2 separate regions of the Danio rerio genome follow, and region 1 is linked to region 2. A link is a contact called in public Hi-C data. All regions are on one chromosome and are shown on one strand. Each heading gives the region's core, a stretch centred on a gene start, on an enhancer-like site or on the middle of the called end of the contact. The rest is flanking DNA. Distances are from core to core; before and after follow the strand shown.

What was found. A called contact is a pair of places that touch in the nucleus more often than the background predicts.
Region 1: a Hi-C map of an unstated tissue shows a contact between it and region 2, with 2.1 times the contacts expected there. The contact joins the promoter of igsf3 here to the enhancer-like site in region 2. A contact is called at or near these places in 1 of 18 Hi-C or Micro-C datasets (an unstated tissue) and 1 of 4 datasets of contacts at active chromatin or transcription factors (gastrula embryo).

Annotation. Positions count from the first base shown.
Region 1 is chr9:21,978,780-21,985,127 of GRCz12tu, forward strand. It overlaps igsf3 (immunoglobulin superfamily, member 3), which reads right to left and starts at 5,082. Exons shown (of 9, transcript NM_001159666.1): 1 at 5,043-5,082. The coding sequence starts at 5,082.
Region 2 is chr9:21,850,015-21,856,730 of GRCz12tu, forward strand. The region is part of intron 2 of igsf3 (immunoglobulin superfamily, member 3); the gene reads right to left. Among named protein-coding and RNA genes, the nearest start is that of igsf3, 130 kb to the right of the region's middle. Within about 2 kb of position 1,432, at least 3 of the 62 cell types and tissues checked have an H3K27ac peak or open chromatin away from gene starts, as enhancers often do.

The sequences.
Region 1 (6,348 bases), core at 3,832-6,331, 130 kb after region 2:
TTTCTATTTAAAGGTCATAATTTTTTGGTATCTTTCTGTCAAACTTAGTATATACAGCTCAAAAACAAATTCATCCAAGTATTCTCAGGTTAACAGTGGCATTCATCAAGGCTCAGTTTTGGGTCCACTTCAGTTTATTACTTATTAACGATTGCTTGGTCATATTTTTAAATTTTTAAATACTATTCATTTTTGCTGCCTTGATGATGCCACCCAGCTTTACTGGCCTTTCAAGGTCACATGTTGCTTTTTACCTGTTAGGCTCTCAGTTATTTTACTACATATCTTAGGACTGGGCGATTACTGATTATTACTGATATGTGTGTATTCCATACAATATGTGAAGTAGATTGGTTAGTTCTACTTACATAAATCGCAGTGTGCTCTGGGCATTCGGAAAAGTTTATGTTTTTCAACTAGGTGTACCCAGAAAATTCCTCCATTGGAAATGACAAACTAACACCCCAAGCTTATGGGCACTGCTTTAAAGGCGTGCGCTCAGCAGTCACATTTTAATAAAACTATAGTGCTTCAAACCAAAACTACATAACAAACTTTTTTTATTATCAATATTGACAATGGTGTTCAGTCAATACATACCTATATAGATTTTATCCCTAGCCCTATTATATCTACACTTTTACCCCAATATTCTGCCTTTCCTTTATGGAACTCCCTGTCTACTGATTTTCAAAACAGTGACAATCTTAATACTTTCTAAAAATTAACATTAACAACGACTAAACATGCATAAAGTATTCCGCATCTTCCAGCCTTATATAATTTATTTCTCAAAATGATTCTGTTTTTATTATGTCTGTATGGTGACCGTAAGTGTAGTGAAAGTTGTGTATAAATTAAATGAATTACAACCATTACAGACAGTATTGCAATACCATAAAAAGATTACAAATATGACAGTAAGTCTGCTAGTTTGAGCAAAACCTCCTGCTGAGAGCTAATGCAAATGAATGCAACAACAGAAGTCAATTTCAGATTAAAAAAAAAAAAAAGTTATGCAAAAGGCATCAGTGTCCCTGTCCCTCCCTGCAGAACTAACATGCCTCTTGTCCAGGAGGGTACAGCCATCTGTTGTTTGTTAGGAGGTAGAGAGTTCATGTGACAGTATTTTGCATGTGTGAGAAAGGGGACGAAAGCGAATGGGGGAGGGACGCATAGAGGGTAGAATATGTAAATTCAGACATTAATGGTTTTGTCTGTGACTGACACTTGGGGAAAGACTTTGTATAAGTACTGACGGCAGCTTGGGAAGCACTATTTTGTATGCAGAAAAGAGTGGTGATTAATGAAATAACAGCCTTTTTCTATCCTGACCCCACTTATCTGCATGGATATGGGGGATAGAGTCTGTGGGGGGTTAGGTTAATCCAACAAGAGAGTTCAAGCTCAATGTCATATTAACCCAGTTGAATGCCAAAACATGCTTTCATATAAACAACACAGAGCTCCAGATGTCCAGTGGTTTTAAGAGTATAACCTAGACAATGGAGTCATCATCAATAGACATATCTGAATAAAACACATCTGTTTTGACGTCTGTATGACTAAGAGAATGTGCTAGTAACCCAGTGACACACTGGAGCCGCTGATATCACACAGGTGAGTCTGAAACTTGGTGTGTGTGGTTTGGCTTGAAGGAACAAGGTGTATTTTTGTGTCATAAACTTAGACATGTAATAAAACAAACTGACTGTGTCCCTTCAAGTAGCAGTTCAACACTTCAAACTTGGACAAAGATGGACTTTTAGAGTACATTTATCTGTTGTGGGTCACGATAGCTTTGGTTTTATTAGCTTTTTTAATTATTACATATTGTCCCTATTAGTAGTTAGGGTTGCACGGTTTACTGGTACTATGGTAGTATCATGATACTATGGCTCCGAAATACTGGCAGTGCTGCTGTAGTTTGTAAACGGTAGTATCGTCATTAAAGGTCTATCTACAATAGATAATGTTGCATGTAGAAAAGTAACTAAAATTCTAACACGTTAGTGTAATAATAGACCATTTTATTTGAATTGTCAGTGGAGCACTTAAAGCTTGCACGTTTTCTGACATTTTGAACGCAAATCTGAATTGGTTCATTTCGGTTTCTCTCAATATGATTTAGTAGCTAAAACCGCAACAATCTCTAAAAAAGAACTACTCACAAAGTGAAATTTTGAATTACTTTGAATTGTTACCTGATAAGACTGAAAAAACAATGGATGGAAAAACCCAAAATAGCAACAGGAAACATTGAAATGATTTTTGAGCACTTTATATAGCCTAATTGTGTTGGAAAAATGCTATTTTGTAATATATTTAATTTGGTATCATTTGTATCGTTATTTTAATGTATTTTTTGTTGGTCAGTTATCTACAAAATTAACAAAAATTGAATAAATTGTGACGTGCAAATAACACTTTTTATAACATATAAAACATAATATTTCTGACAATTTTCTTTATAATTTAGGTTAAGAATTACAGAATCGCAATACTCCTTGGATTTTCAGATTTATGATCTGGGAAGTCATAATATATGATGTCAGATTTGCTCAAATCATTTTGCTAGGAGCCAAATTTAACTTTACTGCAAATAATGATAATAATAATAATAAACATTGCCCATCCACCATAACTTTAAATTTATTTTTGTTTTCCACTCATACTAGCAAGAAGTATTTTTTTTTTTTATATTTATTCTTTGCTTTTATTTGATAGGACAGTGGGATTACATCAAATTAAGTGGGAGTGAGAATAGGGGATGGGAAAAGGAAAGGTCCATGAGCCAGGATTCTAACTAAGGAAACCTTGAGCACTGATTTAACTCGGTTATAATTTGGCACAATAACCACCTGGCTACTGTGTATGCATTCAGTTGAATAATGAATGCACCATAAGTATAATCTATAACTAGTTACTCATGTGATGTCAACCCACCCTATATCTGGGCGATATGGCAGAAATGCAATCTCGATAATTATTTTGCATATTGAATGATAACGATATACATTTCAATATAAGTAACAGATTACAATTGACAATTACAGAATTATGTTAAAAAATGTTTTAATTCAAATAGTAAAAATAATCATCATTAAAATAAACAAACAGTTTAACAGTAATTTCTGCCGGCGGGAAAGTGAATCAAGCTCACTAAACAATACTGGGTGACGTAGCATATCTCTTATATCAACACAATTACAGATTCCTGTTGTTGCATATGTCTGCTGTGTGATTGGCTCTTTGCATTTATCAATTTAAAATAAAAATGTCCATAGCTTATCATGATTATTGACATAAATTATCACGATTCGATATGATATTTTTTATCAGCCCAGCCCTTACCCACTAGATGTCAGTCTATAATAAAAGCTGATTTTATGTATGCGCTGTAGTCTCTGGATCTAGATACTACTTGATACTACTTCTCAAAAAGCCTGTTAATTTGTTCTTATGTAAAACATTTATAATTAGCTAAAAGGTACAGTGTGCACCTCTTAGAATGAAATTGTGTGCCATGCCCTCAAATCAATCAGTGTGCTGCTTCAGTGTTTACTTGATTTTACGTCCCCCCATAGAGGAACATTAATCTCCTGCTGGGCGCTCTAAACCAACATTAACCCCAAACCAAACCCCACTCATCTGGCCAGAGCTGTTAAAACCCAGCTGCCTTGTGTTTGTCAAAGTGGGGTGGGAAAACAAGTCAGAGCATGCTTCTGGATCATAATTAACACACGAATTTAGACAAGCACATGAAATTATAACACGCAACTTTCAATCCATGCTAATTTTAATGGAAAATACTCATAAAAACTATTTATTTGCTTTAAATTTACTTACTCTGGCTTTCCAAGATGTAGGTAATTTTCCTATTCTGTGGGACAGAGGATTTTTAGCCGAAATTGTGGTAACAGGTCATTCAGAATATGCAAATCAATGGCTTTCAGCCATTTAAAAGTAAATACTGTAAAAGCCTTGACAGTCAGGAGCATGTACAGTACGTACACAACAGTCTGGAGTGCAAGCTTGCTGTCACATGACATCACAAACTCACATGTGAACTGATGCTGTTTGTTTACAATAGAGTGGGAGAAAAAATATGTTGTATTGTTCATCACAATGGTACTAGCTCTAATCCTGGATGTGGCAATGCTGGTGCTTGTTGTGAACATGCTCAAGACTGCTTGCCATTATTGTAAATTAAAGGTAACAAAAATATAACTGTTTAATTTCTTGTTTAGACTGGTCATTTCGCTTTGCATGAGCTTTGAATGTAGCTATGGGTACTAATTTTTAGATGTTTGTGTATATTTTTAACTCTCACAGTATTAGTAGCAGTTCACTTGCATTCTGTGAGCCAAGGAACCAATCAAAATCTGCTTTATTATTCGACAGAGGAAAAAAGTCACTTACATCTTGGACAGCACTAAGATTAAGAAATCAATGGCAAATTTTAAATTCTGGTTGAACTATCATAATCTAAATAGCTTCATTACAACTAAAGCATCTAAGACATACTTCCCACATAAAATCATCCAACCAAATATTCAAGACTTTTTATACAATCATCAATATTTTAGTGCATGCCTTCATTTCATAAGCAGTCAAAATAACAACTTTAAGATGTTTTTGATAAAAACACAGAATTTATAACTACACCATGAGCCTTTCCGACATCCACAGTACATTAACTGAAACGACCCGAGGTAACCCGAGATATTCTACTATTATCTACAATTGTTCAAGTTAGTCAAAAATGCTTTATATTTCAATTTCTATGACACCAACACATAATTTGGGTTAGTCTTATGTGAAGGCAGCAAAACGTATCAATGTAGCTTCACCTTCAGATTATTAACGTGTAGCCTAGTTATAGGCTCAAGTCTCAAATACCAGGTCCATTAATCAAAAGATGACACAAAAAACTGCAACAAGTGCATGCAGTGAAATAAAAGGGCACCTTATAAATCAACTCTTAAGGCAATTAAACACGGTCACTCAATGTTAAAGTAAGCAGTAAAAACATCACTTACCCACAACCGTAAAGGCTATAATGAGCCATTTGATATCCATGTTTTCTGCACTGGCGATTAAGTCCAGATATTGCAGAAAATGTAAATGTAGTTATAAATTCCTAGTCGACCCTCAGACCTTCAGAAAGCAGTCCTGATGGAGTTATGAACGCGTGCACCTGTTCGGACCGCGTGAAAGTGCGTGTACCGACTCCTCCACCACAACGATATCAATTTCTCCCGAGTAAGATGCGTCTCGAGCGGTTAAAAGACGGATATCCAGCCCCAAATTTGTTAAGAGACGCTTGGGTGCTTAAATAAAGCCTTTGGGTGGTTTCCCGTGAGAAATGACATCCGCCGTTCACGAATGAATCCGTTATTGTGAGTTGAACGCGGGGATACTGAGCTCTCTCGCGCCGCTCTTCAATCCCCCAGCGCGAGCAGCCCACGCGTGGAGGAGGAGGAGGAGTGAGACCGGTGTTAGTCCAGCTCGCGTCAAAGTGGTCGTGGGTAAACTTGTGATATCTCTTTCTGAGGGATGTGAGCCGACGTGCTGCCCTCGGTGGTTCTTCGCGAAAAGCAATAGGCTACGGTGATGCTGCCGTTCCCGCGATCACCTTCAGCTATTGTCACACGCGCCACAAAAGACGGCAGGCGGCCCAGCCCATCTCTTACTTTCAATCACGAGCGGGGTCTGAGGATATCAGAAGGGGAGGGGGGCACCATAGTAGAGACCACTCGTGCTTTTAGCCACTGTGATGTCCCATTCAAATAAATTCAGTGAGTTTAGAGCGGCTTTTACCACTTTTGTTATCAGTTAGTCGTTGCCTAGATTCAGTTGTCACTAGCGACGGCGCTGTTTAGAAGCGCACATGCAGATAATTAGCTTAATTTTGTTTGACTTTTAAATGTATGCTATATCTATTATTTAAGCGTCTGTTTTATTTATTTACTGGAAATTCCTCGTATTACAATTTAAACAGTGTTATGAATTGACTGACATGCTTTTTTTCTGTCACCCAACCGTAAGTTGTTTACATGTCAAGATAAACGAGTTGGTTTCTTGTAGCTAATATCACTGTTTACATAAACGAGACAGAGGGTGGAAGGTCTAATTAGACAAGGTTGAAATTGTATTTCCTGGCTGGCTGCTGTCCTGCATGCTCTTTCAAACTATCATCACTCCTCCAAAACTAAACTCCGCCCTTTGGCGCAGAGCCAAACTAAACCACTCCTTTTACCAGGTAACAGCTGCCCCCTAGTTTTGAAAAAAAGTCCTTAGAAAAAAAACCGAGAGGGATTTGGATAGAAATGTTTAAGCAAAATG
Region 2 (6,716 bases), core at 182-2,681:
TAATGTTTAAATGTTGGAACGTTCTAAATGAATTGGGCATAGCGGGGATAACTGAGAATAGGGGCCTACTCACACATTGGAAAATATTTGCAGATATCTCTGAGTTTTGACTTGTCAAAAATCAAATTCAAGATATCTACAACTGTAATTCGACTATTAGTAAATTAATTAGAGATCTTCAAATATATTTGTAAATATCTCTAAATATGATGAATTAAAGACATCTCCAAATGTATTATGACTAGTAAAAACTCAGAGATATCTCTAATTACAATTATGACTAGTCAAAACTCATTTAGAGATATCTGCAAATATTTTTCAATGGAAGTCAATTGAGGAATATGACTAGTCATAATATATTTGCAGATATCTCCAATCTGATTTCGTACTAGTACAATTGTAATTGCAGATATATCTAATTGTTATTCTGACTAGTCGAATTATAATTATGACTAGTCAAAATATAATTAGAGATATCTCTAAATATATTTATGGAGTCAGAACAAAGATTTAAATGCTAAGAAGGCTTGCCATAGAGAGCGCTTCTGAACAGCGCAGCAGCGATGACGTAAGCGTGCTGAGGCCCGATATGGTGTGAGCGCGGGCCGTCGGGGGAGACGGGAGGGGGGACAAGCGTGCTTTGGCCCGGTTCGAGGCAACTGTACCTAGTGTGAGTACGGCCTAGAACACAACCAGGAACTATGTTTTTAAACTTACAAGTTTGTGATGCAGTTTGCAAATGTATGTTGGAACGATGGATTTGGGAAATGCCAAATCAACAAACTATGTTTGTAACGACTTAACTTGCAACCTTAGTTGGCTAACAATGATTTCTTGGATCTTATGAACCAATCGCAATTAAATCTAGAGCACTACAACACATGAGCAATGTTTCCAAATTGCATTGTCAGTCATTTTTTAACCATTTTTTTCTATTTGTTTTATCTATTTTTTTGTAAAGACGCTTCTGACCATTAAATGTATGCAACATCCTTGATTTAGTTTTAACTAACATCTAAAAAAATGTATTTCACTGAATCATTAAAATACTATTTTGAAGAGTTAAACTGACTGAACATAAAACACATGAAACAAGTAACTAAATAATAATTAATTGAAGCTTCTTGATTTTTTTAACAGTATAACATCTGCGCAGAGACGTTGGGCTTTACTAATCGCACTGGTCCCATTTCTGCAGGAATCAGTCACAGTTTTAAAGAGGCCTGAGGTAATTCCCTCCATCTGATAAAGCATATCTAGATTGAAAATGGAATATTTGACACAGGTTCCGCGGCCCATTCATTTGGCAGGGTCTTAATTGTACTGGCGCTGCAGTTGGGATCAATAGTCGTGTAGTTAAGGGCAGACAGGCTTCGTCGGCTGCATCAATAATTCATAGCAGCCGTTATAATGAGAGACTATTAGCCGTCCCTCTAAAGAGAGCATCCTCCGTGCTGTCAGAGCATCTGTCAATCCTCATTCCCATCTACAGGCCAACTGCTCCCTGTACTTTAATATTTCCTTTTTAACATCAAGTACTACAAGGAACTCTTTTAAACAATGCATGCATCTACAGGGAGCGAATGGAAATCTAAAGTCTAAAAGGCAATACAGAGCGTCTTCACAATGTATGTGTGTGCGTGGGTGTGCGTTTCCACAGCGAAAACCAACAGCTCCTTAAATCTCACTTTGCTGTTCACACTTCATTAGATCCAGTCCTGTAAAAAGGTCAGTGTGGTTTTGTAGCATCTGTGCTATTCTCACCGTAGTGGTTTCCTCCCCGCGCATCTACATGCAAAGACCCAGAAACACTCGCTCTAAAATTACACCGTGTCCAATCGCCACTAATCTCAACAGCATGGGGTCTGCTTGGCTTTCTGAAGGAGAGAAAGAGATAGCAGAAAGCATCCCTTCTAATACCTCTTTGAGACCGAGGAAGTTGTGCTTATTTGAGACAAAGTGTGGAGGAAAAACAGCATGTTCGCCCACACAGACTCATAACGTCTATCCAGGATATGACATGTTTCAATTTTTGGAAGGAAAAAGAAGAACTGCAACGTTGCCACTGTTATGATATTATGTTATCAATGGTTTACAGTGTGTTGCTATTTGGTTGCTAAGATGCTCAAGGTTATTGCCAATTTTTTCTACCTGTCAATCAAAGCCAAGTTTTAAATTCTTAGAATCTAGGAAGCAGACTATGCTAGTCCGACAATAAAATTCAAGCTGATACCAATAAGATCATAAATAATATTAGATCATAGCCAACGAGTAAATGGCTGATTTTAACACTACCTATGTAAATGAACTAAATCAAAATAAAATTAACTACTATTACTATGTCCATTGTAAATAATAATAATAATAATGATAACTATGTTTTTTTATATTTACATATTTAGTTCAATGTGTGAACTAACACACACACACACACACACACACACACACACACACACACACACACACACTCTTTGTATATATAATTATTAGAATAATTAAAATATCTTGGAAAATGCTAAAAATTTCACAAACAATTACAAAGAACATGCAAGCAACACATTGAACTAAATATGAAATGTTAAAGTATAAACAATAAAATAGCATAGATAAAATAATTATTAAAGAGACCCTATTATGGGTTTTTGAAAATGAGCTTCCATGCAGTGTGTAACGCATCTCTAAGTAAATGAAAACATCCAGCTGAGGTTTAAATCTGAAAGCGCACCATGTTTAAAACTATTGATTCTTTAACAAAATAGAAACTCTGAGTTTAATAAATTAATCGTGTTGGGTTCAATTCTTTTGCTTAATCGCGTCAATGTCGATATGGTATGGTACATCACCAAATGTGTAGTTCCAGATCTGGTAAAACGTGAACACGCCTTTCCATTCAGACACTAGTGGAGCGCGGGGGATCACACGACTGATCATGATGCGAATACGAGGATGACTGACAGATGGAGATTCAGCAGAGGGGAATAAAGGGTAAAAGTTCGCTTTCACAACAATACCACAGTATAGCCAACCCAGTGCTGTGATTTTTCCTGTCATTTTTCAGATTTTTGATGCAATAACCTTCGCTTCAACGCGGGATTCGCCAGGCATTTGCTATTAAAGGAAGGAGCAGCAGAGACTATTAAGTATGGGACTTTGTCAGACTTTGACAGGGACTATGTCAGTCTTTTGCAGTTCATATTAGCCAGTTTCTTCTTCTTCTTCCAGATGATAACATGTACTATAAGTATAAATAAAATTATTGCCTCATTTTGTGTAGCTTGCAAATGATGTATTTAATTGTGTTGTATGTTGTAATTGCCCTGTGCGGATTGTCATCACGAATCTATTATAGATCAGTGCTTGTACTGTCTCTCTCAGGTTAAATCTGTATGGGCTATTCACAAATTGTGTACAAAACCAGATTGAAAACGTGACGCGTGCTTTTTCCTTTATGGATTTAAATGCATTTGTAAACTCGCGATCATCTGCCACTTGCCTTTGCTATGGCCACCATCAGCTGTTCCTCATACGCGGTGCATCAATTTTCAAAATAGATCAACTTTTGCCACGGTGTGGATGAACACTGAATGTGTCGTTGTTTTTACTAAAGGTAGTGGTTTTTACTTAAGTAGTGTCCTGCATTGGGCTCTCCTAAGTCTCAGCTACTTCATAGCCATGGTGGGCATTTCTCTCTCTCACGCTGAACCCAGTTGACCAATCACAACAGACTGGGTCATCGGACCAATCACAGCAGATTAGCCTCACGCAATGGAGGGGTTTGGGAACAAATGAATCGCTGAACAAATCATATGGGGGTAGTTGGGATAATAAAATTAATAAAAATAGATGTCAATGAACAATGAAAGGGTTTTTTGACCTTGCATGTATATCAGCCTGTTATTGGAGACCCTCAAAAATAAAATGACCTTTTATAATGCATAATAGGGGCATTTTATTGTATTATATTATATTATATTATATTACATTACATTACATTACATTATATTATATTATATTATATTATATTATATTATATTATATTATATTATATTATATTATAATAAAATGGATCTTTAATCAAAAATGCATTAAAATTAGCGAGATTACATTTAACATATTTTATTTTTAATTATTCATAGTCATCAGATATTTTTCAAGTAAATTCCAAAACGTAACATTAAAAATGTATTAAAAAGTATTATATGGTTGTAAATGTACATTTCAATCTAAATTAACACACAATTTAACAAATAATATGTGAATACAGATAACAACATTAAATAAAACACCTATATCACAATATCTCTTATTTTTAGGTAGAAAAAAAGTATTCCAATGGTAAAACAAGCCATTTAGTAACAGGTTTGTTAAGAAAGTCAAATTTAACAGTTATGCACTTTGATATGCACAGTTATGAGTTATGCACTTCATCATGAATCAACTTTCACTCAAACTACATTAACCGATGCTGACTACATTCCTTCAGCCTCTGACAAACATGTGAACATCTCAACTGGGGGAATGAAAAAAAAGAAGACATTTGTCACATAGCCTCAGCCTGACAAACAACGACATGACACAGGTTAAAAGGCTTTGCTCTGCCAAGAGACTCATAATGACAGGGAGTGCAACAAGACTGTCCTGCTGTCGGGTGGAAGCCCCAATTGAAAGGCACTTAGAGAGCAGTGCTCTTTAAGGCTGAGATGTGGAGACGCTCCTTCACACTAGCTCTGCCTCCACCTGAACCCCAGCAGACTTTACAGCTCTCAGAGAGTAATGTGGCCATGGCCTGCAACTCTCAGCTGTCTGTTCTCTGCAGCCCTCAATCTGGAAGAAGAGCACCTGGGGATTCAGCAGCACAGTGGGACGCCGCTCAATGTCAGGGCCGGAGAATAAGGTTTTTTGTTTGTCAAGGCTACTTCACACCAAGGACGATAAAGATGCAGCACAAGCACTGTTGAAAATGTAAAGCAATAGAAGGGGGAAAAAAAGCCATAGCAACAATAACCCAGAGAAATAATATATTCAGTTCATCTTTATATCTATAGCACTTTTTACAATATAGAATATGTCAAAGCAGCATAACAGCGAAGTTCTAGTAAATTGAAAGTGTTTCAGTTCTGTTTTTACAGTTGAAGTTCAGTTTAGTTCAGTGCAATGCAATGTAAATGTCACTGCTGAAAGCCCAAACACTGAACACTGAATGTGCCAATATGTGATTACATGCATTATTTTCACAATGGTTAATGCTGATGAATGATCAAATCATAAACAATTAGAATGTTTTTGTTTTTTTGCAGGTCAAGTATTTAAGGTATAATGTAATAGTGATGTATAATTGTTGTTGCAGAACTTATTTTGCAATAAACAGTAAGAATCTCCTACAACCTAAGGGTGCGTAAATGGTTGCAGAATTAGATTTTTTGGATGAACTATAGCTTTAGCAATTTATTAACAGTGAGTAATTTAAAACATTTTTCAAAAAGAGTTTTCTTCTATACATTATTGCATCATTACATCTTTATTCACTTGCATTGTAATATTTAATTTCATTTAAACAAAATACTACAGATATTTTTATATTAGCTATAACGTGAAAATTACTACTGAACATTCAAGTGAACAATATTCAAATTGACCGTTTATATGACACCTCTGGGGGCAATAACACCGAACAAGCTTTTACATGAGGAGAACCACACTGCCTTTTTTATTTACAAGAAAATTTCACTAGGCAACGACTGATTCAGTTGTGTATTGTGCATGAGTGGTGCTGTTATTGTGATTTTCAAAATTTGTAAAGTCATACAGCTCTGGATGATTTAAAGCAGCGACCACTAGTCTCTCCTCCACCTTTAAAAGTCTTTGTAGTAATCTTGACAACAAAAATACCGCTGTCACCTCAGAGGAAACCCAGCCTCTACTTTCATTTGATTACAGAATGAAAAAGGCAAGACTGATGTAAAGTGCTTTTTCCCAGTGTTGCCAACTTAGCGAGTTTGTCGCAATATTTTTTTATTTTTTAGACCCCCTTAGCAAAAGAATTCCAAAAAAGGGACTAGCGACAAATCTAGCAATCTTTTTAGTGTTACTGGAGATTTGTATAGACTCTCATGTGTCGTTAATGTAATGTTCCTACTCTTCTCAACGAGCTGCGGGTGATGTCGTTGTCCCCTCCCCCACCTCAGAGCGACAGGGAGCCTAGTCCTCATACAGCAGTCTCTCCCACCTCTAGCCTAAGATCAGATCACCTCTCTGCTTAGCGACGGCAAATGATTTAGCATCACGAGTGTTTCCCTTGTACAGTTAAACCAAACCAAACCAGTTTCTCCTTTGTTTTAAATTTAACAGATTAATTTGACCGTTTTTTTTCTTGTTCACAATCACAGATATTTTAGTGATCGTTTCGGAACTTGTCTGAGTTAATTACATCTGAGAAATTACTTCAAATTCACTACACATCTATATTAATATACTGTATTTAAACAGCAATAAATTTAATTAAATTGACATGCATACATAAAGCGCAGGACGTGATGACGTCAGTAATAAGACTTTTCAGGCAGAGCTTAGTGTTGACTTTTTTTCAACTGAAAGTGCACAGCGCACAACAAAAATGCAAAACTTAGCAGGCAGTTGAGGCACGCAGGGCGCAGAAGCAGCGTGCAAAATGCTTGCAGCCATTAGTAAACTATTGAAAATATGCACAAAAGATGCAA